Regions from separate parts of the Mus musculus genome. Here regions 1, 2, 3, 4, 5 and 6 are each linked to region 7. The links are chromatin contacts, called in public ChIA-PET and promoter capture Hi-C maps. All regions are on one chromosome and are shown on one strand. The core of a region is the stretch at or near the end of the contact, and the rest is flanking DNA. Distances in the headings are between cores, read along the strand shown.

Region 1 (3,520 bases), core at 133-2,632, 430 kb after region 7:
ATCAAAATTATGGGGTTTTTTGGGGGGGTGGCTTTACTTTTCTTCGCCTTTGAAAGGGTTCTTTTTCACTTTTTCCATTTTCTTACACTGTAACCCAGGCTGGCCTCAAACCTATGTCAATCCTCCTACCTCAGTCTTTTATGTGCTGGTGTGACAGATTTGAGAGGCCCTTTGAGGAGCCCCAGGTTTGAGGGGCTCTTTCTTGTGATGACTCGGTTGATGCTGACAGTGGCTAGTGACCAGATACTCAGTAAAAGGTGGCTTCAGTTTTGGGCTCCTGTCTGCTTCTCTCCCTCTCTGACCACACTGACCCCTTGCCCTCTTCCTGGATGTCGCCTGTGTCCTGACCCCTGGGGTCTCACCCCTCCGAAGATCCTTGAGATGCTCTTTGGTCTCCTCAGAAAGCGCACAGTCTCATTGTCTGCCAGGTCGTGGAGGCTTTCAGGGAGGTGCATAGTGGCTGCTCTTCTTTGGGTGTCCCGGGAGGTAGGGGCAGGGGTGTTGGGTGCTGCTTTCTGGGCACCACTTCCTGTGTGCCTCAGACCCACCTCAAGGCTCAGCTACTGCAAGAAAAGAGGAATGGGAATGTCAGAGTAAAAGTGCTGGGAGTGGGGAGTACTGGCCCTTCCTTTGTGGGGATGGATAGGCTGAGGGGCTGTTAGGAGCCCTAGGAACAGAGGGGGTGGGCTGAAGGGGCTGGCTGCTCCCGTTTTCAGTTGTCAGGAATATGGGGTGAGAAACTGCTGGGTGGTCTTAGGTGCTGGAGATGAGACATGATAGGGTATGTGGGAGGTTCTGGAAATGGGAGCACGGCTGGAAGGCTGCTTCGGGGTTCCAGAAGTTGGAAATGTAGGCTGATGGGCTATTGGAGGTTTCAGGTGCTGATAAGGGGCCAGAGGGTTCTGAGGGCCCTAGATTTTGGGAATACAGGATGAGGGTGATAAGGGGTGGCAGGTCTGCTGGGCCCTCAGAGTGGGGTCAATAGGGGGACTGTAGACTGGTCCTTGAGGGAATGCAGCTACCCTAGGTATAGAAGACCACGTAGAGCCCAGCAATATTTGAGGTGTTCCCTAACTTGGGTCATTTTCCGTAACACCAGGCTTGCTTAGGCTTCAGCTCTGTTTCAGGATGACATATTGTCTTAAGACTGAAGCCTCAGAAACCAGCTGCCACTCGGTATGAGAGTCATGGCAACCTCCTTAGACTAGGGGCTTCCCTTCTAAGGACCTGGGGGCGGAAGTGCTGAGACCCCAAGGGGACGCTGGCTGAAGAGAACCACCTCTTCTCCGAGGGCCGAGGACCTGCGTTCCTCTTCTGCCTGCCTGGCTTCCTCTCCTGGTCCCGGGAGCCACCTCTAGCCTCTTTTTGGTTCCTCTTTTTCCCGCCTTTTCTGTCCTCTACAGATGATTGGCTGCAGCCAAGTCCCGCCCCTTTCCTTTCCGCCTATCCGAACTGACTATGGAAAGGGCGTGGTCTCGGCGGACGTTGGGCGGGTCGCCGTTGGCCGGGCGCGCGCGAGGGCCCGACCCAGCTCCAAATAGCGGACCACACGTCTTCAGCGCGTGCGCATTACCTTTAAAAAAAAAAAAAAAAAAAAAAAAAAAAAAGGACTAGCGATGAGGCATGCGCAGTTGAGATAAAGGCTATTAAATGGTTTCAAGCGGCTCAGGCTGTGCGCATGCGCCTTACTGCTTGCTGAAGCCAATCCTCTGGGCCTAGGACCTCTTACTGCACATGCGCAGAAGGCTCAATGACAGTCGCGCGTTGGTTAAGGTGAGGGCAGGGTGGGGGATTGCATGGCCCAGGAAGGACGGCCCAGCACCCGCTATTAACTTTTCCTAGTTTTTCAACACTCCTGAGCTCCACCTCATTGTTTAAGCTTCTCAGAGACCATTTGTACCGCTTCAGGGTCCCTGGGCCTGCAAGATACTCCAAACTACGACCTCTGACCCTATTCCGGAGCCAACCTAAATGTGCAGTGTAGAAGGAACCGGAAAGGGATTAGAGGGAGGGAGACTGGCCAGGAACTGTCCCCGAAGGGAGGGGTGTGTGGAGGTACTACCTCCAACTGACCTTTGACATCCCCCTTCATTTGCTTATGTTTAGGCTCTGGGAAAGGGGGCAGGCCATGTTGCATGTGACCTGGGGGTCCAAGGTCCGACTATGGTCCCTGGTGCCTGCTCTCCTCGGGACTCCCCGAGCTCTGTCGTCCCTGGAGAACAGGATGGGGGTGTACCGCAAGATGTGGAACCCCAAGGAGCCCTGCGACTGGGCCCAGCAGTACCGCGAGCGCTTCATTCCATTCTCCAAGGAGCAGCTGCTCCGCCTCCTGATACAGGTACCGCCCATCAGTGGTCTAAGGACCTAGAGACTACAGTTTCCAGCCGACCTCGCGACTGCACCACTATACCTGCTTTTGAGGTCTGCGCTAGCGCCCTCCTGGGAGTGTAGTTTCTGGTCCCTTTGGCGTTCCTAGTGGGTTCGAGAAAGTTGGAATGCAGGGGCTAGAAAGAACTCCAAGATGAGATGCCTAAAGATCTCTGGACTTGGGCTTCTTCTGGGGCCTTGAACAGGCACACTGGGACATAAGTTTTTCCCTTGAAATAGATGTAACTATCATCCTCATAATTCCTTTCTAGTACATAATAAATTTGTATCTGCAAAGCCATAATGATAATTATTATCACACCTTGAGCTCTTTATTCCGTGGCACCGTGCTAAGTGTTTGTAATGTATAGAGCCATCAGAACAACCCTGTGAGAGGCCACCATTATCCCATTTTACAGGTTTAAAGGCAGTGACCCATCCAAAGCTACAGTGAGTGGCCCATGCTTGCTTGACTCTAGAGTGCGCCCCTTACTTCACCCCTGATCTATTCCATAGCTTGAGCTCTCAGCCCTCCATCACTGTCAGATGATCATTAGTATAATAGTGATTTACTGAACACCTGCTGTGTCTACCAAGTCCCGTGCTAGATTTTATGCCCACATGCATACGTACAAGCACAAACAATCTCATCAAAAACTCCCCCTAGTGGCTGGAGAGATGGCTCAGTGGTTAAGAGCACTGACTGCTCTTCCAGAGGACCTGAGTTCAATTCTCAGCAACCACATGATGGCTCACAACCATCTGTAATGGGATCCGATGCCTTCTTCTGGTGTGTCTGAAGTCAGCAACAATGTACTGATATAAATAAAAATAATTTAAAAAAATTCCTCTAGTCAGCCTGAGAAGATGGCTTACCAGTTAGAAGCATTTGTTACTCTTGCAGAGGACCCAGGATCTGCTTCTAGTACCCACATGATAACTCACAACCACCCATAGCTCTAGTTCCAGGGGATCAGCCAGTGCCGCCTTCTGACCATTGCTGGCACATATGTGGTGCACATACATGCAATCAAAACACACATATATGTAAACACGCGATAAATTAGATTCTCTCTGGAGTCAGATGAGCCCATCATGACCCTCAGAAATGGCTTCACTGAACCTCAGTTTCCTCTTTTGAAAAACTGAAGTT
Region 2 (4,038 bases), core at 964-3,463, 360 kb after region 7:
CTGGTCTACAGAGCTAGGTCCAGGACAGCCAGAACATACAAAGAAACCCTGTCAAACAAAACAATATGAAAAAGACTGAAACAAGCAAGCTGAGTAAGCCATGACAAGCAGGCCAGTAAGCAGCACCCCTTCATGGCCTCTGCATCAGTCCCTGCCACCACATTCTTGCTGTTTCAGTTCCTGTCCTGACTTCCTTTGGTGATGAACAGTGATGTGGAGGTGTAAGCCAAACAAAGCCTTTCCTATCTAAGTTACTTTTGGTCACCGCATCTTATCACAGCGTTAGTAACCCTAACTAAGACATTCACCTTCAGTCTAAAACATTGAGACCCATGTTTGGCTGTCTCCTTCCTCACACCCATCTACGCTGCGCCTCTCAAAACTTTTCTAACCACCTGTACTGTGGCCACCCTTCCCGTGAGTTGTTCCTTATGTAATCAAACACTTTTGGCTCTCTGCAGTCAATTTTCCACACAGAAGCCAGCGGGAGCCTCTGAAAACAAGTACCAGACCAATCACTCCTCTACTTTACGTCCTCCACTTATTCCTAATTTCTCCTGAAGCAGAAACCAAGACTTACATTAGCCCACAAGGGCAAAGCAACCAGTCTTCCAGGCGCTCACCCTGCACATCTGTCACTGTCCCCGCTTAGTCTATTCTGCTCCACACACAGTCGCCTCTCCAGTTTCCCCTGAGATTCTGAATCATGTGTGCCAGGTGCACCCCAGGGTCTTGGCACTTTCGTTTTTCTTCTCTGCAAATCTGTTTCCACAAACACCCCAGCCCTGACACTTGCTGCAGGTCTCTAGTCCAAGAACACCGACTTACCCAGTCCTCCTCAAATTCACCATTTACAAAAAACAACTCTACCCTAGGAACACCCTTATACTACCACACTCAGCATCTTGTAACAAACTACAAGCTTTCTCTTGTTCCCTTTCCCACTAGTATGTTATGTTCATGGGCCCAGAGCTTTCTGTCTACAGGCTAAACCTTCTGGGAATAATGTAACAGATACAGGTCCAACAGAGACAGGTCCAGCTACGGGTTGGCTTTTGCTCTACATGCTCCTTGTATACCGTCTCCCTTTTTTGCTCATCTACCTGATCATAAAGTGCTCTATTTATTGAACTTGAGGTGAGCGCTCTACCACTAAGCTGCCTTTGAACTCATTCTATCCTGCCTCAGTTCCTAAGCAACAGCTCAGTAACACCCTTGCGTTTCACCACAATCAGGAGCTGTTTCAGCCTTTATTATCTGTTTATCAGCTCATAGAGTGAAAATGTCTGAAAATGAGGGGGGAGGGAGAGAAGCTGAGGGGCTGGAGGAGGTACTGAGAGACATTTGGATCTAGGGGGAGGGGTGTGCTGCAGAGAATCCTTAACAAGCCCCTGGAAAGACTGTACCCGAACTCGGTTGATGCCACCGTAGTGAGGAACCATGGCCAGTTCCAGCTGAGGTTTCTGCTCCTCCTCATCCTCTTCATCTTCATCTTCCTCATCGTCATCACTGCCCTCTGAGGGTGACGGCCTGGTGCCATGGAGATTGTGCATCCGAAGCATCATCAGTCTGGGGAAGCAAATACGGGTTAGAAACTGAGTGCCGGGATGTTGAAGGAGGAGGGAGGCTGGGGTCCCAGACTTTTAGGTCTGGCATTAGCAGAGAGCCCTAATGCGTGGGGCCTTGTGGATGTCTTGCAAAGGTCCTGGGTCTCACCTATTGCTCTGGGCGCTCTCCGCCTGGGTTCCCGCACACAGGTAAAGACTGAGAGGGAGCTCTGTCCGGTTGTCGCCCAAGTGATCTCGAACTATGTCAAAGCTGAGACAAGGGGCGCCTAGGGATGGGCGGGGAGATTAGAGTTGCTGAGTAGGAACGAGAGACTGGGAACTCGGCCTCCACCTCCTCCAAAGGCCGGCAGTCTGCAGGGTCACAATCCTCAGACTCCAGACCCTTCGTCCCCCAGACCCCAAGACAGGCCTTTCATTTCCCTGGACCCGAGAGTCAGGTCCCTCTGCCTACCAGTTTGCGCACGATGGTACAGCACGTAGGCCTCTTCATCCATTACCAGCTCCTCTCCCTCGCTCAGTGGCGGCCCTCTGCCGGGCAGGTAGACCTGGGATGGGCCTTCGGTTCCTGGGTCGCAGGTTTCAGCCTCCATGGGTTCTCCGGTTTCACACGTGCGACTCCGGCCCTTGCGCGCCGCCATCTTCGAACCTTCTTGCCCCGGACGCGAAGTGAGAGCGTCACTTCCGGGTTTCACCTCCCACAGTCTAAGACCCGTCCCACTGTACTGTTACCTTGGAAACCTGTGAACCAGCCAGAAGAAGGTAATGCGCAGAGAGATGGCCGCCACAAAGTAACCGCGTCCTGGCTCAGTGAGAAGACTTATATTAGGAGCAATTTTGTCTTTCGTGTGACCTTGGGGAATTCTTCCGCGCAGCAATGGCAAGACCTTCTGGGAGTTGTAGTTCTACAGAAGTCCTCGGCTTCAGAGCCCTCTCCATCTTCCACCTTTCATTCCCAGGGTTGTCTTTCCATTTAGTTAATTATTCATGTATGTAAACGAGCACTTACTGGCAAGGAGACTGGGCTTCTGTTCCCCGAGGACCTTTAAGGCCGATTTCTTCTCCTCTCCTTGTTATGATGGTTTTAAATTATTTCAAAATGCTTTAGGGTAGACAGGCTGGACATTATGTATAAGTTAGTGGATTGGATCTATCCTCCAGGGGCAGACCATTTCCCAACCAGGCATTCCCAGGGCAGCTCTGGTCAGCAGGCACTTAATCAGAAAGTCTCTCTTGAGGCTGCTGCTACAACTGAGTCAGCTCTCTTTATCTACCCATGTACACCCGAGTTTTGGTTAATTGGAGTAATGAAATATTGGAAACAGATCCTCACTGGTGAGATTAAGGAGATTCAAGGCGTGGGTTGGCCACTCTCCATTTGCATAAAATAACCCATCAAATCATTCTTGCCAGTAGCAAGGAGTAGGTCTCTAGATTTGGTCCTAATTTGTGCATCCCTTTTTGTATCTCTACTCTTGGGGGTGTTGTCTCTGCCCTGTCACCTCTCCACCCCTCTCCCCTGGACTCTTGCCGCTTCCTGGGGTTGACTGTGCTTTCCCCAATCTCCTGTTTTCTAGGACTGGGGACTGAACTCAGGGTGTTATGAATATTACAACACCCTGCCTCCGCTACACCACCAGCCCAGTTTCTGTTGTCTGACTGTCCTCCCTAAGGACTCAGTTCTCAGTTTCCATTTTTCTCCAGAGAAGTTGAAGGGACAGACACAGAACTCAGGCTTGGACTGAGGAGGCGTAAAAACATGGTTTTATTCCAAACACTGCAGTGTAGGAGCGGGAGAGGGGAGGAAAGGTCAGGTGTGGGCTCCCAGACCCTCCTCTCAGCCCAGCCTCAGACCCTGCTGAAATCTGGGAAAGGAGACCTGGGGGTGGAGTGTCTGCTGGATTATCACTGAAGGGTCACAAATAAGGGCTGGACTTGAAGATGTGATTGGTGGCATCTGGGGTGGTAGGTGAGTGGGGGGAGACAGGTAAAGGTAGGACTTTCGTGGAGGAGAGGTCATAGGTCAGAGCCAACAAGGATCTAAAAGGGAGGGGTCATTGAGGTCTGACATGAAGGGTCACAGTCTGGTCGGGGCACAGTCTGGGGTCAGATGATCATTTTAGGTGTTGGAAGTCACAGTCTGGGGTCAGGGGTTTCTGTGTGGCGGGGCCAAGGTCTGGAGTCACAGTTTGGCATACGCGTCTCACAGTTTTGAGTCCTGATGAATGAAAGGTTAAAAACAGGCTCCCCTAGAGGTGTGTCTGGGGCTAGGGAGCTGCACAGTGATGTGAGGGCCATGGCCCGGAGCGTAGGGGTGGGGCGCGGCGTGACCCCCCCACACCTCCCGCCAATCAGGTGACGTTAAAAAGCCCTTTTCGGGTTTAAAAAAGAGTCGGTGGGCTCCAAGAACCCCGCCCCCTTGCTCTCAGGATGGGTGAGATTTGGGCGACCGAGTCCCCTCTGGCTCATAGTT
Region 3 (3,751 bases), core at 279-2,778, 320 kb after region 7:
AGTTTCTCCAGTGAGCCCCCCGCGAGGCTTCCCCTCCTCCCCGTGCCCCCAGTGAGCCGTGCTGCGCGCGCAGCTCTGGTCCAGCCTCATTGAGGGGACGAGTCGCAGGTATTCCTGGACCATGGAGACATCCTCGCCGAGGGCGGCAGTCCGCGCTTCCGGGTGTGTCTGCAGTTCTGTGTGCCGCCGCGTAGGGTGGGACCCCGAGACTGCAGCCTGGCACGTGATGTGTGTGTGTGTGTGTGTCTTGTCTGATGTGTCGGTGTCCCTGACGGCCAGGTTCCAGCCTTACCTCTGCCTATCCCCTGTTCTGTGCATGGGGCAGGTGACTGCCCCTCTCTGTGCCTCAGTTTCCTTACCTATACATTGGGCATGAAAAAAGAACCTGTCTTGGGGGCTGTTGTAATGATTGGAAGGTAATACTGTAAATCTTGGGAAACGCCTGGCGCAGAGTAAATCCTGCCAAGAATAAATACATGAAATAAACTACGCTTATGCATCTTTTGTGCCCATGTGTGTTGATGTCTGTGGTGTGAGACTGCAGTGGATAAGGAGTCCTCATAATCACGTCTAAAGAGTGTGTCCATTCATGCTGTCTATTTAGGTAGGTGGTGTGCCTTTGTGTGTAATACGTGTGCACAGGGCATGTTTGTACCCGTTCTATATTTGTGTTTTTGCATAAGCTATGTAGCTCTGCATGTATGAACCGTGTGTTCCCGTGTGCATGTATGTGATATGCATTTGTCCCTGAAGGTGAGCAATGTGCAAACCCCGTGCCTGCATACATGCATGTGTTGTTTCTGTATGCTCCATATGTGACTGACAAGCCTGTGTCTGTGTGCATGCAACTGGCTTTACGTGTTTGAGTTAGTGATTTCTGTGTGTTCTTTGTTGCCTGTGTGGAATATCAGTTTATGACAGCATGCCTCCTCATGTCCCAAAGGGTCTGAATGGATCTTTGTGATACCTCCCTATGTTTGGAGCTCTGTGTTGTATGTGTGCGTGTGCGTGTGTGTTCATGTGATGCTGGGTATTCCTGTGTGGCTGGGTGAATCTGTACCAACCAGAGTCTGGACTGCCTATGCATTCTCAGTGTGGTCTGTCCCTGTGTCTTTGTGTGTGACGTGTCCTTGTCTCCGTTTGCTGATGGCTGTCCACCTTTGTATGAGAGGCGCTTGTGAAGGTTCCTGTGACATGTCTCAGCTGTGTGTGGGCTGCGTGGGCTTGCTATCTGCATCTTAGCATGTAGCACACGTGTGGGCACCAGTGTTGTGTCACAGTGGTGTCAGGGCCACGCACTGTGGACCCTGCCCCCCTCCAAGGGTCTGTTGGTCTCTGTCTGTCCCTCCTCCCCCTCCCTATTCTCCCCTCCCGCCTGGCAGCCAATGCAACCGGGAACCAGTTGCCATGACAACGCTCCCTCCTTCCTCCTCCCACCCTTCCTCTGACAGGCTCTCTGCTCCCCCAATCCCGATTGTCCTCGGGGGCGGGGCCCTCGTTCTCTCCCCCCCCCATCTTCCCCTCCCCCCTACCCCAGCAACCCCGGCTCCCCAGCTCCTCTCCTCCGTCCGCCTCTCCATCCCTTCATCCGTCTGTCCTTTCGAGGAGGGGGAGGGGGGTATCAGAACCAGTAAGCAACCCCTCCCTCCCCCTGTCCTGCATCTCCCGCCCCTCTCCTGGGCTGAGGGAGGCCAGGGTTGAGCGGGTCCCCATGGCTGGGGGCTGAGGGCCCGCCCCCCCTCCTCCCCAGCCGCCGATTCCTCCACCTCCCTTCCATCCTGGACAAGATGCCTGCACCCGGCGCACTCATCCTCCTGGCGGCCGTCTCCGCCTCCGGCTGCCTGGCGTCCCCAGCGCACCCGGGTGAGTATGTCCAGCCGTCCGCGGCCCGCGCCCCACCCCCACCGGGTCCGCCCGGCACCTGTGCGCAGTCCCTGGGGACCAACGGGTCTGCAGGGCCAGGGAGACCAGCCAGGGCGGGTGGGGAGTGGGCTGCGGGCCGAGTGCGTGCTTGTGAGCGTGCATGTGAGCTCATGTGCACGCGAGTGCACACGGGTGCGCGGGGAGATGGAAGGCCGCGGCCTTTGGGAAAGAGAGAGACCCTATTTCTAAGGGGAACACAGCTGAGGCTTTGCAGAGACCCCTCCCTCAGGTCTGAGGCTGAGGCTAGAGAACAAGTCTGTGTTCCCTGTGTCTTTAAAAGAAACAGTTCTCAGTCACCCTTCAGGCGTGGGGTGGGCAGTGCGTTCAGCTCGGGGCAAATATCTGCCAACAGCCTGCTATTGGGGGAATGATGGTCATGAAGCTGTCTATGGTAGCATATTGTAAATTCTCAGAGCTCCAGGCCTCACTATTGCTGGTCACTGGAATGTATCCGGGTTACGGGATGCGTTTGGGGTGGGGGGTGGGTCCCAGTTTGAAACGATAGGAGGGACCCCACCCCCAACCACCTGGGAAGACCTTAAACTACAACTCCCACAATACGTTAGACCACCTGGCTCCCCTGCCAAGGAGCCCCTGGATTCGGAGCATCATGGGGGTTGTAGTCCAAGACTAGCCTAGGATGGGAGGGGCATGAGTCCGGTAGCCAGTGTCTTGAAGCCCAGACCCCAGCCTAGCCTTATGCCCACAGATGGATTCGCTCTGAGCCGGGCCCCTTTGGCTCCGCCCTACGCTGTGGTCCTCATTTCCTGTTCGGGTCTGCTGGCCTTCATCTTTCTCCTCCTTACCTGTCTGTGTTGCAAACGGGGTGATGTTCGTTTCAAGGTGAGGTGCCCTAGGACTAACCTGGGAGAAAGACCCCAGGCAGCAAAGAGACTGGAGGTCCCAGAGCACTCCCAAGACCTACGGCTTTGGGATGCGCACACTAGCGGAAATTGGGCTGGGATTTGAGGGACAGGTCTGTGGACTGAAGGGAGGCAATTAGGGCAGGATGGCGGCATCTCAGCACCCTCCTCCCGATGCTCCCATTCTTCACCTCTCGTACCCCAGGAGTTTGAGAACCCGGAAGGGGAGGACTGCTCTGGGGAGTACACCCCCCCTGCGGAGGAGACCTCCTCCTCACAGTCGCTGCCTGATGTCTATATTCTGCCGCTGGCAGAGGTCTCACTGCCAATGCCTGCCCCGCAGCCTCCACACTCAGGTACTGCTCCTTCCACCCCAGAATCCTGCGATCCCAACACTGAGGGCTTCCTTTCGTGGCTCAGGGAGGGGAGAGGGCAGAATGCAGAGCCCTAGATTCGTGGAAGTAACTTACAGGGAAGCCACACACACCATCTTGTAGAAAATCCCAGATCGAGAGAATCCTGCAGGATGGCCCTGGTGCCATCAGCCTAGATCTTAACCTGGGAGCCAGCCTATAAGCGGACTGGAGCTAGGGTTGCCAAAGGGAAGGGCTGATTGGGCTCTGGATCTCATGGGCAGCCAATGAGGAGGCTGGACCCTGCCATGGAATGTTGGAGACAGCCAATAAAAGGAGACTGTTGTCTACTCTGACCTCAGACCCCTCCCACTGTGGTGGTGTGGGGCATCTTTGATAGGAGAACTCAGGGCCTCCCCTCCCGCCCCCTCCTCAGACATCAGCACCCCCCTGGGCCTGAGCCGCCAGCACCTCAGCTACCTGCAGGAGATTGGCAGCGGCTGGTTTGGGAAGGTGAGGGGCCTGGGTGGGAGGCAGAAGGGTTATCCATACATCTCTGGCATGTGCTCCTGTTCTGTGTCTACCCCCATTTGTCATCTGCTCTTGGCCTCC
Region 4 (4,067 bases), core at 1,148-3,647, 280 kb after region 7:
GTGTGTGTGTGTGCGCGTGTGTGCGTGTGTGATTTTCCCTGCAGAGGGTGGGGTCACTCCTGTGCCGGCTGCCTCTCTATGCTCTTGAAACCCTATACTGGGGACCTCATCATTGTGACTATTTTAAGTTCCAGGTTGAGTTGGCAACATTTAAAGACAACCATGTTGTTTTGCAATAGTCACGCCTGTCTTGACACCCCCCCCCCAAAAAAAAAACAAAACAAAAAAACAAAACAAAACAAACTTGTCCTTTTTCCAACAGAAACTGCAATCCTTAAACAAATGCCCTCGCCAGGCAGTGGTGGCGCATGCCTTTAATCCCAGCACTTGGGAGTCAGAGGCAGGTGGATTTCTGAGTTCCAGGCCGGCCTGGTCTACAGAGTGAGTTTCAGGACAGCCAGGGCTACACAGAGAAACCCTGTCTTGAAAAAACAAAAAACAAAAAAACAAAACAAAACAAAAAAATGCTCTCATTTCTCACCTTAGGTAGGCCCTGCCCCACCCACCCTGCCCCCATCTCACTCCTGTTACCGCCCTAGCTGCTCCCCCCCTCCCCCACCAAGCATGGCTATTTTAAGGGCCCCATGTAATTCCTTTTGTGTCTGGCTCCATTTTTTTTAGCATGATATCTATAAGGTTCATACTTGTACTCGGTGGGGTGAGTTAGGGCTTTTTTGGGTTGGTTTGTTTGTTATTTTATTTTTTCTTGATTTTGGTTTTCTGAGACAGGGTTTCTCTGTGTAGCCCTGGCTGTCCTGGAACTCACTCTGTAGACCAGGCTGGCCTCGAACCCAGTCTGTACCTGAGGATGACCTTTAACTCCGACCCTCTTACTTTCCCCTCCAACATGCTGGGATTACAGATGTGCACCATGTAGCCAGCCCTCCTAGTTCGCCTCAGCTGCCAGCACAGCCCAGAATTACCCAGATCTCAGCTGAGCTGGGGGGTTGACTCCATTGGTCTGAGGACATGTTTGTGATAGATTGTCTTCTTTTATCATTGTTTATTTGTTTAAATATGTTTTTTGTTTATTTACTATTTGTCTCCCCATGTAGCCCTGGCTGGCCTCGAACTCACCTGCCCCTGCCCTCTTAGTGCTGAGATTAAAGACATATGCTGCCCGGGGGCACACTCTTGATAGCTAATTGATAGAGAAGGTCCTAGCCCACTCAGGGCAGTGCCCCTCCTGGGCAGGGGCCTGGGGTTTATAGAGTTAGCTGAGCAAGCTCTAAGGAGCCAGGCAGTCACAGCAGGATCCTGTGTGATTTCTGCTTCTGTTCCTGATTGCGTTGCTTCTCTGTGATAAGGCTGGGGCCTGGAAGTGTAAGCCACACAGGGCCTGTCTTCCTTCGGTTGCTTTTGGTCAGGTGGTCTATTACAGCGACAAAGAGAGAAGCAGAATGCGCAGTGGCTTTCCTTCTCTGTGAAGACTGTGGAGTAGTCTGCATGCGAATTCACACGAAATGAGGAACCTCCTCCACAGACACGCGCGGTTCCGAGAACAAGCAACAGCCAGGGCAGACAGAGCGCTCAGAGAGAGCCAGATTAACCTTCCAGTGGATAAGCAGAGGTTTACCCAGTGACACTGTGCCCAGCAGCACACACCTGCCATTCCAGAACCCGAGACACTGAGACAGCAGGACCAGCTGAGGTTCAAGGCCAGCCTGGGCTACATGAAAACCTTTCTCAACAAAAATGAACAAATTACCCAGCAAACCATGCGCGGCTGGTGGCACTCAGTGCTGTGAAGGCTTGGGAGACAGGGAAGGATTGGGGACACTGTGGCAGCCCTAGAGGGGAGGGGACATTAGCTAGGCCTTCAGAGTCTCCCTGGAGCAGGGACTTAGTGCGCAGTGCAAAGGAAGGTACTGTTAGCAGAGGACAAGCTGCCGGGTTCTGCAAAGCAGGCTCCTCCCCTTCCTCCTCCCTTCTCTCCTCCCTTCCTCCCCAGCCCAGACTAGCACTACCGGTACCTGATTTGGGGTAGGTGACAATGAAGATGTCGTCGTCCCGCACGTTGCTAGTGTTCTCAGCCAGACTGAGGCTCTCCGGTGAGTACATGCCGACAGGAAAAGGGATACCTTTGTATCTGAAGTATTCACCTCCAAAATTCCAGCTGAAAGAGGGGAAGGGCACGTGTAAAGAAGACCAAGGAGGTGGGCAAGAGTCGCAGGGCCCTCCATTCACACGCCAGTGAGGAGTGTCCTTTCTCTGAGCCCCGTGTGTCCACCTGAGGAGTAGATCCACTTCAACTCCACCACAGCAGTCCCGTGATGTCATACTGTCGCCCCCACACTATGGGTGTAGAAAGCTGAGCGTGGAGGGTGGGAGTGACTCGCCCAAAGCTACGCTTCTGGTAGGAGGAAGGGTACTTCATGTCTGCAAAGTGGAGCTAAGTGTTCTCCTTATGTCTATTCCACATCCCAACCCTGGAGGGCGACACCACGTCATCAGGCCATTTTCCGAACGAGGAACCCAAGCCAAAGGTGGCAGGTGCCCCCGCCAACGCTGCACGCTGCAGAGCCCATGTGAGAACCCACGATGACTCACCGAGAAGCTAAAACGATCTAGCTGTTTGTCCCAAAGCCATGACGCATTTACGCAGCCACGAAACCGAGTTTCCAAAGAGAAGACTGAACCTAGACCTTTCAGAATGGTGCAAGAAGTGGTCCACTACGGAGCCCCGCCCCATCCCCCCCCCCCCCGCACTGTGAGCCCCGCCCACAGCCCTCTATTAATTTGTTGGAGACAGAGTCTCACTAAGCTGTTCTGGCTGGTCTTGAACTTTTGATTCTTGTGTGTCAGCCTCCTAAGTAGCTAGGATGACAGATTTGGGCCACCAGGCTCATGTGGGACACATATTTTATCTACTGATTTTTTTGTACTGATGGAGCTTGAGCCTTGATGCTGACACATTAGGCTATCACTCGACCACCACGCTACAACCCTTGGTTTCATGTTTTGAGGGAAAAGGAAACCACAGCATATTGCTTTGTTTTGAAGAAACGCACCCACTAAAAGTTCCTAAGAACAGCCTGGCTTCTGGATGCCGCATCTGCTTCGTTCCTCTGACTGGTGGGACCTCTGTGAGTGAGACCAGTGGATCACATCACGCTGGTCATTCCCAAAGGCTGAGACAGGAGGACAGAGAACTAAAGGCCAACTCCAAAAGTACAGGGAGATTTGGACTCAAAAAGGAAAAGACACTGGGGTGTGGTGGCGCACACTTTAAGTCCCAGGCAGAGTCAGGGAGATCGCTGAGTTTAAGGCCAGCCTGGTCTACAGAGTGAGTTCCAGGACAGCCAGGGCTACACAGAGAAACCCTATCTCGGAAAAAAAAAAAAAAAAAGACAGGGTTTCTCTGTGTAGCCCTGGCTGTCCTGGAACTCACTCTGTAGACCAGGCTGGCCTCGAACTCAGAAATCTGCTTGCCTCTGCTTCCCGAGTGCTGGGATTAAAGGCGTGCGCCACCACGCCCGGCTGAGAAACCCTGTCTTGAAAAACGAAAAAAAAAAAAAAGAAGAAAGAAAGAAAGAAAGAAGAAAGTTTGTAGTGGTAGAGCCCCTACCTAGAATCCCCATTCCAGCTTACACTTCTACATTGCTGTTCATCACTAAAGGAAGTCAGGACTGGAACTCAAGCAGGTCAGGGAGCAGGAGCTGATGCAGAGGCCATGGAGGGATATTACTTACTGGCTTGCTTCCCCTGGCTTGCTTAGCTTGCTTTCTTATAGAATCCAAGACTACCAGCCCAGAGATGGCACCACCCACAGCCCCCCCCCCCTTGATCACTAATTGAGAAAATGTCTTACCGTTGGATCTCATGATCTCATGGAGGCATTTCCTCAACTGAAGCTCCTTTTTCTGTGATAACTCCAGCCTGTGTCAAGTTGACACAAAACCAGCCTGTACACCCAATGAGGGGCAGGCGACGTGGCTCAGTGGTAGAGCCTCTGCCTAGAACTCCCCAGTGAGGGATGGGCATGGCTGTATGGTGTGTCACTAGGCCCTAGAACAGCAGTAATGACAATGCTGACAACGAGAGTTTGGTTTTGAGGTAAAACTCAG
Region 5 (3,649 bases), core at 833-3,332, 460 kb after region 7:
TTGGAAGTCATGGAGGAATCAGGATTTTACTGTAAGTGCTGTGGGAGGCCATTAGAATTCTCACAGCACTCTAGTCCCAGGGTTATAGTGTGAACTATCATTTATTCTCAGAGTTAGGGGCTGTGGGTGATGAACTAGGACTGATGAAGTTAGGGCTGGGGATCTGGATGATGGTGCTAGAGCTGGGTGTGATGACCTAAGCCTGCAGGGGTGAGTGACCAGCTGGCTTGGGGATTGCGAGACTGGGAGCTGGGTACCACACAGCACAGCCTCTGCAGCATCCATTGGCAGTGTGACCATAGGCGTTACTGATGACGTCTCCACTATTTTCCTTCATCTGTAAAAGAGGGATAGCATCGCGGCTAGCTTAGATCTAGAGCAGTGCCTGGTAATACTGTACAACTTAGAGCGGGCTTTGGAGCCCCGAGTGGAGTCGAGGGAACTCTGGCTCTAGTAATTGGAGAAAGGGCAAAGACTTGAGGCCAGTGCGTCCGGAAGCTAAAGTTTGGAATCTTAAATGAGGATGGATGGAGGAGGGGGACAGAAACAAGGGGAAGTCTAACTCTGACCCTGGAGAGAGTAGAGAGTGGGTCACTGAGGACAAAATTGGGGGGCTGGGATGGAAGCTTGTACTTCTCCATGATTGCAGGGACAGGAGGCTGCATCCCAGGCCTGGGAGGAGTGTGGACCAGGAGCAAGGAAGCTCCACTGGCTGAGAAGCCAGCTGGGATGTTTTAATATTCCTTGAGAGTTGAAAAAGTTCGGTACTTGGGGTGCCTAGGGGAGGCGTTTAGGGAATCCCCAACAATAGTGCCCAATAGAAGTGGAAGTATCTGGAGACACTAGAGGTAGGGGTGGTGGGATCTCCCCTGCCCAAGCCTCTAAGGAGCGCGGCATCGCAGCACTTCCTCCCACAGGAAACCGCAGGCGTCGGGCACACCCAGCCTTCAGGCAGTGGCGTCCACAGCCCGCTTGCAAGAGGACCACGTGGGATGAAGAGCTTGGCCAGATGGGACCGCTGGAGGTTCCGCCCACTCCCACTTCCGGCTCTGCCCTGCGTGGCCCCAAACCGTTGGTTGCGCATGCGTAGTGAACCTGTGTAGGAACTGAGATCGTGGTGAGCGTTCCTCCAAACCATGAATTTCCCAAATAACCAGTCCAAGGCACGCACTTCTTGGACCCCGAAGGACCCTGCCTAGTCCCAAAGTCTAGTCTTCTAAACGTTTCCCTTCAGTTTCCACTGCCCATAGTCCCGAGCCCCACGAGTGTCCCTCCCAGGCATTCAAGTCAATCTCCAGCACCTCGCTTGGCTCTTTTTAAATAACAGGGCCCGCCCCGCCCCCAAACCCAAGGCCCCGCCTTCTCACTAAACTCGCCGGCCGCTCCCTTCTAGTCCCCGCCCCTTACAGACCGTGAGCATCTCTCCCCTATAGTTAACGCTCTGTACAGGACTGATGCCACCCTCTGCTTGCAATCCTGCCCCTTATAGCATCCGAGCCCCTCCTCCTTTTATTAACAGCCTCTGGCTCCGCCTCTTAGTACTACACTTTCTCCCCTCCCCTTTTACAATGAGATCTTCCCCAGGCTCCGCCCTTGATCCTACCTATGCTCCTCCCCTTCCCCGCTCTCCTAACCTCCACTCCCTTGACTCCCCTGGCTCTTTCTATGGCGGGGATTCTCAACCTTTCTAATGCTGCGTCCCTTTAATATAGTTCTTTATGTTGTGTTTACCCGCCCTACCGTAAAATTATTTTTGTTGCTACTTCATAAATATCTGTAGTTTTGCTACAGTTATGTATTGTAATGCAAACATCTGTGTTGTCCGATGGTCTCTGGTGACTCCTTGTGAAAAGGTCGTTGGAGGCTACAACGGGGTCGCGACTCACTGGTTGAGAACCGCTGTTCTCTAGGGTCTTCTCAGCCCTGCCCCCGCCCACTCAGGCCCGTCTTCTGGCCTGCCCCTGCTCTGGCCTGGCCTCCTCTGGGTCCAAGACTAAAGTTGGCTGAGTCTTCCACTGATCTCTCCTGCCCGCCCCTTCCGCTGTCCTCAGGCCTTATTGGCCCCTTGTCTCCCCAGTAACCAGACTACAACAGTGAGAGTGGAGCTACAGCGACTGGTCAGGCACTCAAGCAGGTAGAACCTTGACCTCGCCTCCCACCCCACCCCAATCCGGCCGGGGTTCCGAGGTGCGGAGAAGCTGCCCAGGGACCGAGTCTGAGTCAAGCCGCAGGGTCCAGATTGTGTGTTTTTGGGGTGAGCGATATCCCAGTAGTCCTTGAAGGGTCGAGGCTCAGAGAGGCCGCAGTGCTGTTTGGTCGCTCTGTGCGCTGGCTTGCGCTCTCTGAGGCTGGTGTGCCCTTGCAGGAGCTCCACCGCTATGTCGAGGATGCGTTTGGGTCCACCCACCAGGAGCGCCCGCTCCGAAGAAGGAAGCGAGATCTTCCTGGAGGGATCAGGTAATTCATGATTCCCCATCTCCTCCGAAGTTCCTTTTCTGTTCTCAGCTTCTTCAAGTTCCAGAGCCAGGGGTGGGAGGCCTCCCAGGAGCGCCCTCTCCTGGGGGCAGATTCGAGCCCAAACAGGGGGATCTTGGCCTGTGGTGGGGCCAAGCCAGGCAGTGGGATGTCTAGGCAGACATTGGACTTCAGGAGTGGTTTGAATGGGGTCCAGAACATCCAGAAGAGAGCTAGGGGAGGACCCGTGAGATGGCTTACCTAGTAAAGGCTCTTGGCACCAAACTGACGGCCTGAGTGCCACTCGGGAACCCAGGGGGTGGGAGAAGAAAAGCAACTCCCTTGGGACCTTCCTACACTAAAACAGAAAGAGAAAAGGACTGGTGTGGCGGCACACATCTTTCATCTCTGCTGGGGAGGCGGAGATAGTTTGAGACCAACCAGGGCTACATAGTAAAACCCTACATAGTAAAACCCTGTCTCAAAAAAAAAAAAAAAATGGCTAGGGTGGCTGGGGTAGGAGTGTGGACATGGTTTGGGTCAGTTCTCAGCTGAGGGTGGGAAGCTGGTAGGAAAGATTGAAAGGATGGTGTAGTGGTTTGTATCTGCTTGGCCCAGGGAGTGGCACTATGAGGAGGTGTGGCTAGTTGGAGTAGGTATGGCCTTGTTGGAGAAAGTGTATCACTGTGGAGGTGGGCTTTGAGACCCTCTTTCTAGGTGCCTGGGAGTCAGTCTTTTCCTGTTTGCCTCTGGAAAAAGACATATATAGAACTCAGCTCCTCCAGCACCATGCCTGCCTGGATGCTGCCATGATGGACTGAACCTCTGAACCTGTAAGCCAGCCCCATTTAAATGTTGTCCTTATAAGAGTTGCCTTAGTCATGGTGTCTCTTCACAGCAATGGAAACCCTAACTAAGCTAGAAATTGGTACCAGGAGTGGGGTATAGCTTTGCTAGGTCTGACCATGATTTTGTTTGGAGGAATGTGGATTTGGGGACGTTTTGGAACGCAGTGGAATGCTTTTAGTGGGGCTTCAAGGGCCATCCTGGTAGGAACATAGAAGACATTGGTGCTGAGGATGAGTTGAACTGTGGGGGCCTGGCTCAAAAGCTTTCAGAGAAGAATGTGAGTATATGGCCTAGAGACTTTTTTTGTGGTATTTTGGTGAAGAATGTGACTGACTTTTGCCCTTTT
Region 6 (3,900 bases), core at 182-2,681, 410 kb after region 7:
TAGACCCTAGTTCTTTCCCTCTAGACGGATGGGGCTGGATCCCAGTTCTCCTACCTCAGACTGTAGCCCTCCCCTTAAACCTATGGGGCTAGGCTCCCAGTCCCCTCCTCCCTCAGACCTAGATGTCCATACTCGACCCTCTTCTTTCAGGCCTAGGTGGCCAGACTCTGGCACCATTTTCTGTGACCTAGGGGTTAGATCCCAGCCATCCTCCCTCCAAACCAGGGGTCCAGAATCCCTGGATTCCAAGTTGTGGATCTTCTATTTCAGATTTGGGGTCCAATGCCTGGCCCTGTTCTCTCAGAAGCAGGAATTTAGATAACAGCCCTCCTTTCGAAGACCACAGATTCTCCCTTAGTCCTTCTCGATCATACCTGGGGGCCAGGTCTTGAGCAAGTTCCTCACTGAGGGACCACTTGATGAGTGAGGGACTAGTCTCTCACAGCTCTGAGTACACAATTCCCTGGAGGAAAACTGCTTCCTTTGTCACAGACACAGTAATCCTAAACTATAACCCTACTTTTGAGGTTCTGAGGTCCCATAAAGTCACCTGTCCATCTTGCCTCTGGTAGGACAGTCCTTAGTATCTAACATTGGGAGGAGTGTGCTTCAGGATTCCCGGGTCCCTGAGAATGGAAGTTGGAGGTGGAGAAAGAGAGGTGGAGGAGGGGAAGAGAGAGGGAGAATATGAATGTGTAGAGGCGCTGGGACCTAGGCCTGTAGCAGTCGATTGGAGCCCTGCTTCTCGTGCCCTAAGACCTGGGAAGACTCGGGTCATGACAGTTTCTGAAAGAGCCAGGACCTGGCATTTTGGGTCTTAGAAGGAGGATGGAGTTATGGGTGTAGATTCCCAGGTCAGAATGTTGAGCAATAAAGTAATTGTTGGGGATAGGATTGTAGAGGCGGTAGGCTCAGTCAGGATCCCCGAGTGTGTGGCAGTGGGGCCTGGGTTTTCTAACTGAATTGGGACTAGAGATCACAGACAAAGCTAGAAGTCTACCCTCTTAATCTCCAGGATTCTTGTTGTTGTTACTATTAGTATTAATAATTTGTGCAGGAATAGACTGTCACTGTGGAGCCCTAGGCCTGGAACTGGGGGGTCCCTCTGCTTCATCCTCCCAGTACTAAGATTACAGGCTACACCATCACCCAACACAGCACTAGGATCTTTAGATTCAGAACTCAAACTTCAGGATTCCTGTTTAAGGGCAGAGGTTAGACGAACTCTCTACAGTTCCTTACTAAAGAGAAGGCACCTGGGAATGTGGGACCCTAAAGACCCTTCCATCAGTTAGTAGGCTTATTCGATACGACTCTGCAAAGCAGGTTGCAGGCGCCAGAGGGCGCCAGACAGTCAACCCGCCCTTGGGGTGGCGCTACAGCTCAGACTCCTCCCTTCCCACCTCGGCCCTCCTCCCTTTTCTCCCAGCCAGCTTTACCACCAGCTCCGGCCTCGGCTCACCTTCCAGAGCCCCTTCCCCGGAGCTGAGCTACCGAAGGGCTTCTCTCCCGCCCTCAACCCAGCAGCACCGCAGCTCCGGGGCAGCCCGGCCGGCCAGCCTCCCCCCCCACCCAGCTCAGCCCTGCCCGAGTCCCCCAGTCATGAACCTCTTCCGATTCCTGGGAGACCTCTCCCACCTCCTAGCTATCATCTTGTTACTGCTCAAAATCTGGAAGTCCCGATCGTGTGCGGGTGAGAGGCCCCCCCGCGGAGAGGGGGCGGGAGCGGGCCGCTCTGGGGCACCGGGAAGGCTGGAGCTCGGCAGGTCAGAGTCCTCCCGGACTGCCTGCTGGGGATCACTTTTCTAGTTCTAGGGTCACCAGGGGGTCAGCTCCTTTCCCTAGACTAAGGGGTACACATAGTTTGGTGGGGGTGGCTTCGGGCGTTCAGTTCAACCTTCTGCAGCACCCTTTGGGACAGCTCTGGGTGTTCCGGGGCTGGGAACCAGGAGCCATGGCAGGCGGGGAGGTGGCTGGGAGTTGGTGACGTGGACTGTGGAAGGCCAGGAAGGGAGCGGGAGGAAGGTGACCGACTGGGAGGCTGAAGTCAGGCAGGGCTCTCCCTAGGTCCCAGTGTAGGTCTAGACTGTCAGGAGGACCTGAGGGAGACAGAAGGACCGGCGAGGCCTAGCCTGGGATAGAGCCTCGGTCTCTAGTATTTTTGGAGCCGGCTGCCCCCTGCCTGTGGATGGTGGAAAAAGGGCCGAGCTCAGGCTTAAAGGCCTTGGGGAATCGCTGTGGTCTAGAGCTCCAGCCGGCTGGCCCAGGCGCTGCATGTTAGTTTATTATTGCCCCAAGTAGCCCACCTCCAGCTCCCTCCACCCTGCCCTTCGTTCTCTGTCTCAACCAGGCATTTCAGGGAAGAGCCAAGTCCTGTTTGCTGTGGTGTTCACTGCCCGATATCTGGACCTGTTCACCAACTACATTTCACTCTACAACACCTGCATGAAGGTAGAGTTGCAGTCAGCCCCCTGTGGCAGGGTTCCAGGCCAGGGATCAGGGAGGAGTCACCAAAGAGGCTTGGGCCTAGACATATGGTCTGAGGGAGGTGGCTGGGGAACATGATTTCTCTCTCCCTCACCGTGACCTGAGGCCCTACCTGTGAGCTGAGATGCCCTGTTACCCTCTTATCAGGTGGTCTACATAGCTTGTTCCTTTACCACGGTGTGGATGATCTACAGCAAGTTCAAAGCTACTTATGATGGCAACCACGACACTTTCCGGGTGGAGTTCCTCGTCGTTCCTACTGCTATTTTGGCTTTCCTGGTCAACCATGACTTCACCCCTCTGGAGGTAGGTTTCTGCTGGGCCTGTGTGGTGGTTGGGTAGAGGCAGAGTATCTGACAGGAGGCCCTGTCAGGTGTCTTCCTCTACACAGCTTGCTAAGGCCTAAGTTCGTCGGTGGCAGACACTGTGAACATAATCACAACCCAGCATCCCATTTGCTGCTCTGAGCAGTTAATGTACCTGGCGTCTAGAGTGGCACCCCTTAAGTCGTCTGAATGTCCAAGGGCACCTAGTCCAGCAAGAGCTGGGCTGATGAGGGCTAGGAATGGCAAGCAGAGCTCTGCGGTGGGGCCACGTGAGTTTAAATCCCAGTTACACATCCTATTTTTAGTTTGTTTTTTTTTTCCTCTCAGGAAGTGTTGGAGATAGAGTCTAGGGTCTTATGCATGCGAGGCCGGTGCTTTCTTCTGGAGGCACTGTCAATTATTGGTTTTCTAAGATAGGGGCTGGCCTAGAACTTACAGTCCTCTTGCTTCACTGCTTGGATTATAGCTGTCTGTTATCTCCCCTGGTTGGGAGCCCCAATTTCTACTATAATGACTTCAGCCTCTTTGCCTCAGTTTCCCCATTGTAAAATGGTCATGAGAGGGTCACTGGGTTCAGGGTTGCCTGGTGGTTATATGCAGAGACTCTGGAGCTGAGGTACAGGGACTGGAAGCTTGCTTCTTCAGCTGGACAGTGGTGGGACTATGGACCAGTGTACACCTGGGCTTTTTGTAAAATGGGGAAATGAGGGGATGGATAGATGGCTAAAAGGACACACAACCAAAAGGACAAGAGGAAGTCAGTCCCTGCCTCTTAGCATCCTTCTGTAAGGTGCAGGATGGAGCCTAGGCCCTGTGCACCACTGAGCGCTCCAGCCCTCTCAGCTGTGATGGGAGGTTAATGTGTTTGAAGTGGTCTGGTTTGAGATGGGAAAGGACTGGTTAGCATTTGCTGAGGACCTGGCTAGTCTCTATGGTACTTCCACCTCCAGCTGGTGGGTGTTGTGATTTTTAACCCTTTGGTGTTTTGGTTGGGTCTGTATGTGTTCAACTCTTGCCTCATGGGCTGGTGGGAGTCATTAGCTGGAGCCCCTCCCCTTTGCAGCCCACTCCCATCTTACAGGGAGCC
Region 7 (3,576 bases), core at 237-2,736:
CACAAGGACCAGCCCAGGCTGAAACTATGGCTAGCAGACTGGGAAGGAGACAAGACGTACACCTAAGAAAGCAAAGAAAGTGGGACCTTGAATTGTAAATTCAGGGTCCTGGGGAATGTGGACTGGGGCTTGACTGAGCAAAAGCATGTTTTCCTAAATATCTACACGTGGAGAGCTGGGTCATGGCTCAGCCGTGAGGGGCTGGACCCACGGCTTCATGGTCCAGCATTTGCACAGCATCCACAAGTGAGAAGCTCAAAGGTAGAGAGCTCCACCTAGCAGTCACCAGTGAGGGGCTGTGAGCACAGCCTGGTAGCAGAGCACCGCCTACTAGAACCCGCCATAACCAGCTGGAGGTATGGCACCTGCCAAGCATCCACGAGCAAGAGACTGACACCCACCAAGCAAGGGATGCGGCTCAAGGGTAAGGGGCTGGCCCACCACGTAAACAAGCTCTGGATTCTATCTGAGTTGAGTGGAGGATACCTAGTCTCTTGGGAGAAGAACAACAGTGCCCAGTTCGGCAGGAGACCCCTTGACGGACCCCAGGTCCCAGGAAGCACACCTCTGCAGCTCCATATTGCTGTCCAGTTCATCTCCAATTCGCCGGAGACACTCGCTCAGCTTCTTGGTGGACGCATCCTGGGGCGGCTGCTCCAAGGTCAGCTCAGGTGTCTCCCCAGCCATCCTCCCTGCTCGATCCTGGATGAAACTACATGTGAATGGAAAGGGGGGAGAGGAGCAGAATGTTGAGAACCAAGCGGTGTTCTGAAAGCCCATCCCGCCACACTAGTAGCATCGCACTCACCCCTGTAGCAAAAAGGCCCCTGTCTTCATGATCTGTTCAGAGCTGGTGGGCCCTGGGGGAGAGAGGAGGAAAGGGGTGCCTGGACTCCTGGGTCCCAGGGAGAGTCAGGGGGATGGATAGGTAGGCTCATAACCCTGAGGGGAGACAGAGCTGGGGACCCTAGTAGTGACAAGTAGCATGGAAGGCCTGGCTACTGCTTCTGATGGACAGGGGGCGGGACCCGGCCTGCATCCCAGCTCCACAGCAAACCCAGAGAGCAGAATGCCAAAAGCAAACAGACCCCCAGCTGGGGGTGGGAGGAGGTGGCGCTGGCCTTCTGTCCCATCCCAGGCCACCAGCAGGAAGTGGCGCCAGCGACAAGCCCGGGCCTGCCCGGGGGCGCGCACGCGGATGTCCGCTCTCGGGGTGCGGATGAGCCGGTGGGAATGGATCCGCGCGCCCCAGCCTGCTCCCGCCCGAGCCCAAAGCCGGAGGGGTCCTAGGGTTCTTGGACCGGGCCTAGTCCTCCGCCTCCCGCCTCACCGCCGCTCCCAAGCTGCTCCCCGGACCCGTCCATCACTGCCGCTGCCTCTCGCCGGGTGCGCCCCGGCGGCTGCGGCGCACCACGGTCACGTGACTGATCGTGGACGTGCGGCCCTCACGTGGGTGCCCCGCAACATGGCCTCCGCCCCGCAGGACTAGTCACGTGATCATCATCGCTCGCTGCAGGGGCGGGGCCGCGGGTACTAAATGAACGCATGCGCGGATCGACCTTAATCCGAACTGATGCCCAGAGTTGGTTGTTTCCCCCCCCGCCCCCATTATTTCTTCTTCCCATAGATTCATGGTAGAGAGCACTAAGGAGGTTAAAGCAGAATTGCCGCAAGTTCAAAGCTTGCCTGGGATATGCTTGTCATCCCAGCATTGAGAGGCTGAGGCAGGACGGGAGTATTGCCTCGAGCTCAAAACCAACCTGCACTATAAGAGATTGCTCCAATCTGGGGAGAAAAAAAAAAAAACCAGTTGACCAGAGTGATGGTCCATACCTCTGATAGAGTGAAGCAAGAAGATTGCTAAAGAGTTCGAGGCAAACCTGGATAAAATAGTTTGAGTCCAAGCTGCACCATTAAGTAAGAATCTATCTCAAAACACAAAAACAGGCTGTACGTGGTGGCTACAACATCTTTAATTTCAGCCTTGGGAACTACAAGCAAGCAGATGCCTGTGAAATTGAGACATCCTAGAAGCAGTCCTTCTAGGCTCCGCCCCATAGTTACCTGGCAACAGTCAGGTATGCCTAGCCTACTATATAAGGACTGTTTGCCCCCTCCTCGCTCTCCTGCTCACTTACTTACTTGTCTTATTCTCTTACTTCCTGCCCCTTCTCTCCCTGCCCTGTTTCTCCTTCTCTCCTCTTCCCCGCCTTCCAGGTGTTCCTGGAGGGCCTCTTCTCTCTCCACTACTTCTCCTCCCCTCCTTTCTCTCTCTCTCCTCCTTTCCCAACTCTACTTCCCATGTCCTAAATAAACTCTATTCCATACTACATCATCTGGTGCTACATACTACATGGCCGGTACTTCAGGAGGAAGGGATTTCTCAGTGATGGGCCCTCTGAGGTACCCTTCTCACCTCACCATACCTCACTCATACCTTACAAAACACAAGTCTACATAGCAAGTGACAGGTCAATTAAGTTAGATACTGAGATCCTTAATCAAAACAAGAAACCGGGAGGAAGATGGGAGTTGCAAAGAGACCCTGGTATGGTGGCCCATACCTGTAACCCCAGAACATGGAAACCTATGAAGAATTGCTGTGAATCTGAAGCCAGCCTAGGATGCCAAGCAAAAGGAAGAGGAGGAGGAGGAAGGAGAAGAGGAGGAAGAAGAAAAAAGAGTCAGATGGTGGTTGTGTATGCTTTTAATCCCAGCCCTCAGAACGCAGGAAGGTAGATCTCTGAGTTCGAGGTCAGCCTGGACTACAAAGCCAGTTCCAGGACAGCCATGGCTACTTAGAGAAACCCTGGTTTGGAAAAAAAAAAAAAAAGAAGAGAAAGAAAAAAAAGAGAAGAAGGAGGAAGAGGAGGAATAATGTGAAGTAGCAGCAGGCCAGGACAGACACTCTGGAGTTTTCTAGCAGGAATTTATCAGTCTTCTGAGGGTGTCTGAGACCTGAGACCCAGGGGAAGTTTTGAGCAGGGGAAGGGTAGAGTTATCTGGGTGTCAGAAAGTCTCTTGGCTTGAGTCCTCTGTTGAAAAAGCTCTGAAAGCACCCAGAGTTTTTGTTTGTTATTTGAAACAGCTTCTGTGTAGCCCTGGCTGTCCTGAAACTCAGTCTGTAGACCAAACTGGCCTCGAACATAGAGAACTGCCTGCCTCTTCTTCTGTGTGGGGATTGAAGGTGTGCACCACCACGGGCAGCTCTCCTTTTTCTTTTCTTTTCCCTTCTTTTCTTTTCTTTTCTTTTCTTTTCTTTTCTTTTCTGTTTTGGTGGGTTTTTTGAGACAGGGTTTCTCTGTATAGCCCTGGCTATCCTGGAACTCACTTTGTAGACCAGGCTGGCCTCGAACTCCGAAATCCGCCTGCCTCTGCCTCCCCAGTGCTGGGATTAAAGGCGTGTGCCACCACACCCGGCTTTCTTTTCTCTTCTTTTCTTTTCTTTTCTTTTCTCTTTTTTTAACCACTGGGTTTTATTATGCTTCACAGCACTGTAATTAATTTTGTGTGCAGTGTTTTCGTTCATTGCTGGTGGCTCTCACCTACCTTGGTTTCCCAAGAAGACTGTATTCA

What was found. Promoter capture Hi-C pulls out the DNA fragments that hold promoters and counts their contacts. ChIA-PET counts read pairs in DNA pulled down with a chosen protein or histone mark. Capture Hi-C pulls out chosen DNA fragments and counts their contacts.
Region 1: a promoter capture Hi-C map of pancreatic islet shows a contact between it and region 7. The contact joins the promoter of Syngr4 here to the promoter of Bax in region 7. A contact is called at or near these places in 3 of 39 promoter capture datasets (liver, neural stem cells and pre-B cells) and 3 of 9 other capture datasets (adipose tissue, liver and pancreatic islet).
Region 2: a promoter capture Hi-C map of embryonic stem cells shows a contact between it and region 7. The contact joins the promoter of Grwd1 here to the promoter of Bax in region 7. A contact is called at or near these places in 5 of 39 promoter capture datasets (HPC-7-derived erythroid cells, cranial neural crest, embryonic stem cells and 2 more).
Region 3: a promoter capture Hi-C map of neural stem cells shows a contact between it and region 7. The contact joins the promoter of Lmtk3 here to the promoter of Bax in region 7. A contact is called at or near these places in 1 of 39 promoter capture datasets (neural stem cells), 1 of 484 Hi-C or Micro-C datasets (embryonic stem cells) and 1 of 9 other capture datasets (pancreatic islet).
Region 4: an RNA polymerase II ChIA-PET map of effector CD8 T cells shows a contact between it and region 7, with 18 read pairs. The contact joins the promoter of Sult2b1 here to the promoter of Bax in region 7. A contact is called at or near these places in 2 of 39 promoter capture datasets (cranial neural crest and embryonic stem cells), 6 of 115 datasets of contacts at active chromatin or transcription factors (the SCID.adh cell line, effector CD8 T cells, embryonic stem cells and 1 more) and 1 of 9 other capture datasets (pancreatic islet).
Region 5: a promoter capture Hi-C map of pre-B cells shows a contact between it and region 7, with 5 times the contacts expected there. The contact joins the promoter of Ccdc114 here to the promoter of Bax in region 7. A contact is called at or near these places in 7 of 39 promoter capture datasets (the 3T3-L1 cell line, the HPC-7 cell line, hippocampal neurons and 3 more), 2 of 484 Hi-C or Micro-C datasets (pro-B cells and uterus) and 3 of 115 datasets of contacts at active chromatin or transcription factors (T-cell acute lymphoblastic leukemia, memory CD8 T cells and pancreatic cancer cells).
Region 6: a contact with region 7 is called in a promoter capture Hi-C map of second pharyngeal arch cranial neural crest. The contact joins the promoter of Kdelr1 here to the promoter of Bax in region 7. A contact is called at or near these places in 3 of 39 promoter capture datasets (the HPC-7 cell line, pre-B cells and second pharyngeal arch cranial neural crest) and 1 of 9 other capture datasets (pancreatic islet).

What each region holds. Positions count from the first base shown.
Region 1 is chr7:45,895,329-45,898,848 of GRCm38.p6, forward strand. Syngr4 (synaptogyrin 4) reads right to left here and starts at 1,383. Exons shown (of 5, transcript NM_021482.2): 1 at 1,280-1,383; 2 at 363-563. The coding sequence starts at 455. It overlaps Tmem143 (transmembrane protein 143), which reads left to right and starts at 1,741. Exons shown (of 8, transcript NM_144801.2): 1 at 1,741-1,773; 2 at 2,107-2,338. The coding sequence starts at 1,751.
Region 2 is chr7:45,828,576-45,832,613 of GRCm38.p6, forward strand. Grwd1 (glutamate-rich WD repeat containing 1) reads right to left here and starts at 2,214. Exons shown (of 7, transcript NM_153419.2): 1 at 2,020-2,214; 2 at 1,717-1,834; 3 at 1,407-1,569. The coding sequence starts at 2,206. Grin2d (glutamate receptor, ionotropic, NMDA2D (epsilon 4)) reads right to left here. Exons shown (of 12, transcript NM_008172.2): 12 at 3,908-4,038.
Region 3 is chr7:45,783,819-45,787,569 of GRCm38.p6, forward strand. Lmtk3 (lemur tyrosine kinase 3) reads left to right here and starts at 1,529. Exons shown (of 15, transcript NM_001290990.2): 1 at 1,529-1,863; 2 at 2,633-2,766; 3 at 2,992-3,142; 4 at 3,576-3,652. The coding sequence starts at 1,788. It overlaps Gm5897 (predicted gene 5897), which reads right to left and starts at 649. Exons shown (of 2, transcript NR_153811.1): 1 at 1-649.
Region 4 is chr7:45,740,081-45,744,147 of GRCm38.p6, forward strand. It overlaps Sult2b1 (sulfotransferase family, cytosolic, 2B, member 1), which reads right to left and starts at 2,398. Exons shown (of 6, transcript NM_001360784.1): 1 at 1,974-2,398. The coding sequence starts at 2,280. It overlaps Gm31597 (a long non-coding RNA gene), which reads left to right and starts at 1,882. Exons shown (of 3, transcript XR_391433.4): 1 at 1,882-2,051.
Region 5 is chr7:45,922,133-45,925,781 of GRCm38.p6, forward strand. Ccdc114 (coiled-coil domain containing 114) reads left to right here and starts at 2,083. Exons shown (of 15, transcript NM_001364168.1): 1 at 2,083-2,254; 2 at 2,366-2,457. The coding sequence starts at 2,388.
Region 6 is chr7:45,871,409-45,875,308 of GRCm38.p6, forward strand. It overlaps Kdelr1 (KDEL (Lys-Asp-Glu-Leu) endoplasmic reticulum protein retention receptor 1), which reads left to right and starts at 1,432. Exons shown (of 5, transcript NM_133950.2): 1 at 1,432-1,693; 2 at 2,351-2,451; 3 at 2,635-2,793. The coding sequence starts at 1,603.
Region 7 is chr7:45,465,412-45,468,987 of GRCm38.p6, forward strand. It overlaps Bax (BCL2-associated X protein), which reads right to left and starts at 1,487. Exons shown (of 6, transcript NM_007527.3): 1 at 1,331-1,487; 2 at 809-860; 3 at 566-712. The coding sequence starts at 1,364.